Linked DNA regions of Choristoneura fumiferana: region 1 is linked to region 2. Evidence: chromatin contacts called from public Hi-C data. All regions are on one chromosome and are shown on one strand. The core of a region is the stretch at or near the end of the contact, and the rest is flanking DNA. Distances in the headings are between cores, read along the strand shown.

Region 1 (2,700 bases), core at 191-2,690, 280 kb before region 2:
CAGTGGAAGCACACACTAATACACGCCTTATGTCTTTTGTCTCTAAGAAGGCCTACGGTTATCCTTTTCTCCGACATCACTTGAGGCCAGAGACTAAATGTAAATGTCCGATTTAGAACCGCAATGACACATACGAGTAGTAGGTACATATCTACCTATGCTGTCGTACTTAATAATATTGTTGTGTCTTGTGTAGTGTTGTCTATTGCTGTGTTGTGAATTAATGTATTTCTTTCTTTCTTTTTTCTTTCTTAAATATCGCCTTTTCACTTAATTTTTGACGCGCTAGTAAAATACGGTTCAACTCACTTCTTTAAGTCAGGAAACGGTCCGACTAGTTTCGATCTTTTCGCAGGTCTTTATCAAGGATAGGTGTGTTGGCTTATTTACGTGAGTTGAACCGTGTTGATTATTAGCTTATAATTAATTCTTGTTTTACGAAAGCTTAAGAAATATCTAGCTCTTTTAATATACATAATATATTATATATAATATCACTGATTATACGGAATGGATATGCAGTTAAATAGGTAAGGTACTTTATTTACCTAGTGCAAACAAGTTCCCAGTTAAGTAAAAAAATGTCCGTATATACCTACTGGGTTCCTGTGCAGATACCTAGCTATTCCGAGTCAATCTGATAAAAGGGCGGCACTGCAATGTTTTGGTGATTTTTTACAGTAAACCATTTGGTAAATATTGGCAAATGTAACGACGATTTATGTATTTACACGTACATGCAAGGGCAATGAACTTGTAGATTTTGACATCACCCGGAGCGTGTCTCCTTCCTATGGTTTCCGCTTCCATGGTAATGACATTGAAAAGTAATTAATGAAACAATGAATGTTTTAATCTGCTGCTATTTAACGAAATATTATGAGTGTTTAAAGCAATATTTTTTTTGGCAAAATTTGCACAACAAAGACATTTTAAATGTTTTCTGGTTAAAGCAGTAGGTGAACTCATGTTTTCGTTTTGCCAATCTACTGTATTGATGAAGGATATTATTATCTATTTTTATCAAACATGGTAGAATCTTATCATTCGTACTTATGGACGAATATTAAATTACATTACAAGTCCGTGTAACTGGACACTTACTTATGAAACCTGTCTGTAGTCATCTTGAAAATTCACACAAACAACGGGCACTTGAAAAATTGTTCAACTCATTTTCGGTGCAAATTTGATAACACGAGAAAGTTTCTATTTTGTCACACTTCCGATGCTAATTTGACAGAAAAGTTTGTTCAACACCGTAAAACCGTGGGTATTCACTTTAGTTCGTCTCAAACTTTGTAATAATAATATTTCGCAACTTATAACAACATTTCACACCTGTTTAATTCACTTGTGTGTGAGAAACGCGACTATTGTTTTACACGGAATTCAACTGATTGCAACCGACCGCTGTCATGTGGTGACTGCACTGACGAAAAAAAAGAACAAAACGAAGAATGGCCACGATTCAACGACCTTTAGAGCTAGTAGCGACATCTTGTGAGTAATGTGGATACTAGCTAGAGTACGATGCTTGGTGTTAATGGTGTCATCCGCTTGTTTTGGTTGCACTGCCATCTATTAACAAGTAGCAAACAAGTTTATCTACTTCTATTGCACAACAGATGACGCACCTGATTATTACGGATTATGGGTTTCTACATTTTATCACCCCGATTACAATACAATGATGCAGGATTTAAATAATAAATTAACATGTTCTATATCTAAGACAACAAGGCTAAGGTTAAATACATACGCCTTCTACTATGTTCTACTATGGGGAATGAAGCTGCGGGCTTTAGCTAGTGTCGATATAATTACTCTTTTGACCCGCGTCTTCACTCGCGACAACCATTAGATTGTGGTACCTAGTCGAATTGAAATTCCAGCATTTTACTAAAATTAATGTTCCTATAGATTTAGCAGTTGAGATTGAGATTTTGGAATTTTAATTCGATGGGAAATACAAGATATATACATATATTATTCCAGGGATCTACGTATCTGTATACCAGGCGAAGATTTTGCCAGGCTTCCAGAACAAACCAGGGGCCGTATTGCCTAACGTTTCTGACGCTCGCGATCGCAATCAAATGACAGTTTTTGTGTATACAAAATATATAAAAATTTCGTATGAAATCTGTCATTTGATTGCGATCGCGAGCCTCAGAAACGTTAGGCAATACGGCTTCAGACCCTTAATTCACCATGCTAACATATACTACTTTCATAGAGATCCATTTTGAAAATACCCGTATGTTAACCACGAAACATAGCTACCATCGCGAACCTGACTGACACAGCCATCGTTGATCGGAGGACACAGCTTTACTCTATGACACTCTATGTTTTACATTTACCGACAAATAAATGTCGACTTCGACATATGACACTGACAATTGTCACGATGGTGAAATAGAGGCCAAAGTATCAAATGCCTTCTCATAGTCCACAAAGGCTAGACGCAAATGGTCTATGGTGCCGTATATACATTGGAATCAGGCCTGTTACGGGAGTTGGAACACATCGAACCTACGAGACAAGAAGATTCGTTATGACCTGTTTAAAAAATGGTAAATAAATGTATTTTCTTTCTTTCTTTCTTATGTAGATAGATATCGATAACGATAGTTCTTCAAAGAGGGTCCAAGCTGTCATCCTTTTTGAAAAATAATTTTACTCACTCCATATTCT
Region 2 (2,975 bases), core at 363-2,862:
CGACAAAGTGCATTGACCAGAGAAAAAAGATGTAGGGCGCCTGAAATTTCTATAAACAGTCTCAATTGGATTCGCTCATATCATTATTAAATCTGCTCAGCAGTGGGACATATCTAGGCTGGGATGATGAAATGCTATTTACTTTCTTTACCTACTCAGCTTACGTTATGCCTCACAGTTTTACGTTTTACAACTTAGCAATTAAATAGATAAGGGGTCAATCACGATCAGTTTTTATGTAGAAAAAAAAAAGATTGACGCGGAGAGTGGTGTGATGGATGAGACTAACCGAATATTTTTTTAGCTTTTAGTACATTTATTCATTACTATTCATTATCAATTTTATTATCAAGCTGTTTCGCCGTTTAGCTTAGTTTAGAGACATCTATCGATGGGTAGCTGTATCGTTAACAGCGCCTTCTATCGACGAGTAGATTTTTGTAGAGTTTGTAAATTAGTTTTTAATATTTCTATAGATGGCGCTCTGACATCAGTAGTTTTCCAAATAGAAATGCTATGATAAAAATTGCTAGCTTAAGTATTTACATTTATAATACAAAACATTTATTTTTCGTCGTGTTTTTAAATTTGATCAAGTTTTATCGTGCCGAAACGTATTACATACATTTGTCGCATACATAAAGTATGCGACACATGCAACGAACGAAACGCCACATAATGTTACAAGTTCTCTAAACTCACCGCGTCTTTAATGTTCTTTTGCCACCCTACCAAGGATTTTCCTTACTATCTAATAGTACATTGTGTCTTAAGGGTGGTAAATAAGGAATTACGAACGAGAGTCTATTAGAAGCCCGAAGTCGAAGACTGAGGGCTTTAATGAGTCGATGTTCGTAATTCTAGTACCGCCCGTGCGACATATAATGTTTTTCATCACATTTGCGAGTAAAATTTTATATTTCTAAAAGAAAAAATATAATTGTTCCAAATATTGGCGATACCTTAGGCTGCGCTCTTGGCAGCGCCGCCCTCCCCCTCCCTCAGCATGTGCCTGAGCCGCGTGTGCATGTGGTCCTGCTGCTACGCCATGCGCAGCAGCGCGCGCAGCGTCATCAGTACGGACATTTACTCATTTACCGACCTTGGGCTTCATGACAAGAAAATTTGTACGCGCAATGACTCATTTACCGACCACGGGTTTCATGACAAGTACATTACGGTCGAGGGTTTTATTTGGGGGGTTGCAATCAAGGTAGCCTTCATGTTTTGACACTGTTTACGAGCAAGTGTGATGAAAAATAAATTTTGATTAATTTTGAGCTAAACCTCACAACTCCGAAACTTTTAATAGACCGTAACTAAGTGACAATAAGTGACAGATTTTATACGAAACACGACAATGTTGTTATAAATATTATAAACACGTTATATTATTTAATTTATTTCTGTAGGGTTTTTCGGTTAAACAAAAATTATGTTTGTGGCTGTTGCAGCTACTACGAAACTCGAAGTTCGTGTCGTGCGGTCCCTCGCGAGTTTCGAGTTTCGTAGTAGCCCTGCTGAGCGCTTTTTGGATTATTTATGGGATCCTAGAAGCCATAGAAGTGGCAACACTGCAATTTCTGCAATTTTGAATTTTTTTTTTGTTTCATTTACTTCAAAACTCAACACACACAACACTTGCTTTGGTGTGTCAAATTAATTGTCACACGCGTTTAGAAAGAAATTTTCTTCTCTCTACTGTAAATTGTTTTTCAATCGATGTGCTGCTCTAATCGACATAAATTGAATACTTTATACAAAATCGCATTCATAAAAACTAATTAACAGCAAAAATGTGAGTAACAAATGCTATGAACAAATATTATGAACTGGCGGGTAACTTAGTGAAAACTTTGTTTGAATGGAAAAACTGTTTGGGTTGGTTTCAGGAGCTTTGTGGATTTGGCCACTCTGGCCTTGCACCGTCGAAACGAGATGGAAATAAGAATCAGCACATTCGCTGCCAAATGCGATCAGGCCATAAATGAAATAAGAAAGTTAAAATCAAAGGTAGGCAATTCGAAATATTTGCCATGTGCCAATGTTTTTCCGGCTAGGGTGAAGCCAGATAGAAGGTCTGTGTGTATTTTTTATCTCGCCTGATTGTATTTATCTACCTTTGCTTTGTTTTAATAACCATGAGAAGTATATTTTACATTTGTTTACATTTGACAAACATTGGCATGATAATAGGTAACTTAAAAATGAGCCAGACTAAAAAGTAACTACTGTAGCATTGAGGGCAGCTAAATAAGATTCAAATTCTTTATTCGTTTAAAATCACTCTTGAAAGAAATAACATCAATCACTCCATTGAAAAAGTTTAACTTTTGAATGAAACAGTAACAAAAATATACCTTTTATTATACATACCCTATCAGGGGTTGATCAACTTTTTCTTGTACCTCGTTACCATGGTTACGTCCCCTGGACAACTCTTTAAAGCCACGAGTTTTTATATGTTTTCTGTGGTTGAAATTCATCGAGTATAAATTTTTGTTATACAACCTACACAAGCTCATTATTGTATAGACTATCTCCTAAGCATATAAGTTGTATATATCAAAGCAGTTTTTTGGAAAACGGGACAGAATAACAAACAAGAAAAAGTTTATTGACCCACATAAAAAAAAACAATCAAAGCTTCAATGAAAGCTTGGTACATATAGTAATGCTGAACATTTTTATACTCTTGTAATTTGTATTTTTTTAACTATTCTATTCTATCTAAACTGCACCAAAATGCCCTGGAACATGGTACAAGAGTACCTATCTTTTTTTTTTTTTTAACTGTATGGCAAATGAGCAAGTGGGTCTCCTGATGATAAGAGATCACCACCGCCCATAGACACCTGCAACACCAGGGGGATTGCAGATGCGTTGCCAACCTAGAGGCCTAAGATGGGATACCTCAAGTGCCAGTAATTTCACCGGCTGTCTTACTATCCACACCGAAACACAACAGTGCAAGC

What was found. A called contact is a pair of places that touch in the nucleus more often than the background predicts.
Region 1: a contact with region 2 is called in a Hi-C map of whole pupa, with 10 times the contacts expected there. The contact joins the promoter of Sans here to the promoter of LOC141428916 in region 2. A contact is called at or near these places in 2 of 2 Hi-C or Micro-C datasets (both in whole pupa).

The regions. Positions count from the first base shown.
Region 1 is chr6:6,638,880-6,641,579 of NRCan_CFum_1, reverse strand. It overlaps Sans (SAM_USH1G_HARP domain-containing protein Sans), which reads right to left and starts at 1,440. Exons shown (of 9, transcript XM_074089004.1): 1 at 1,105-1,440. The coding sequence starts at 1,127.
Region 2 is chr6:6,362,958-6,365,932 of NRCan_CFum_1, reverse strand. LOC141428916 reads left to right here and starts at 1,612. Exons shown (of 16, transcript XM_074088979.1): 1 at 1,612-1,798; 2 at 1,893-2,013. The coding sequence starts at 1,797.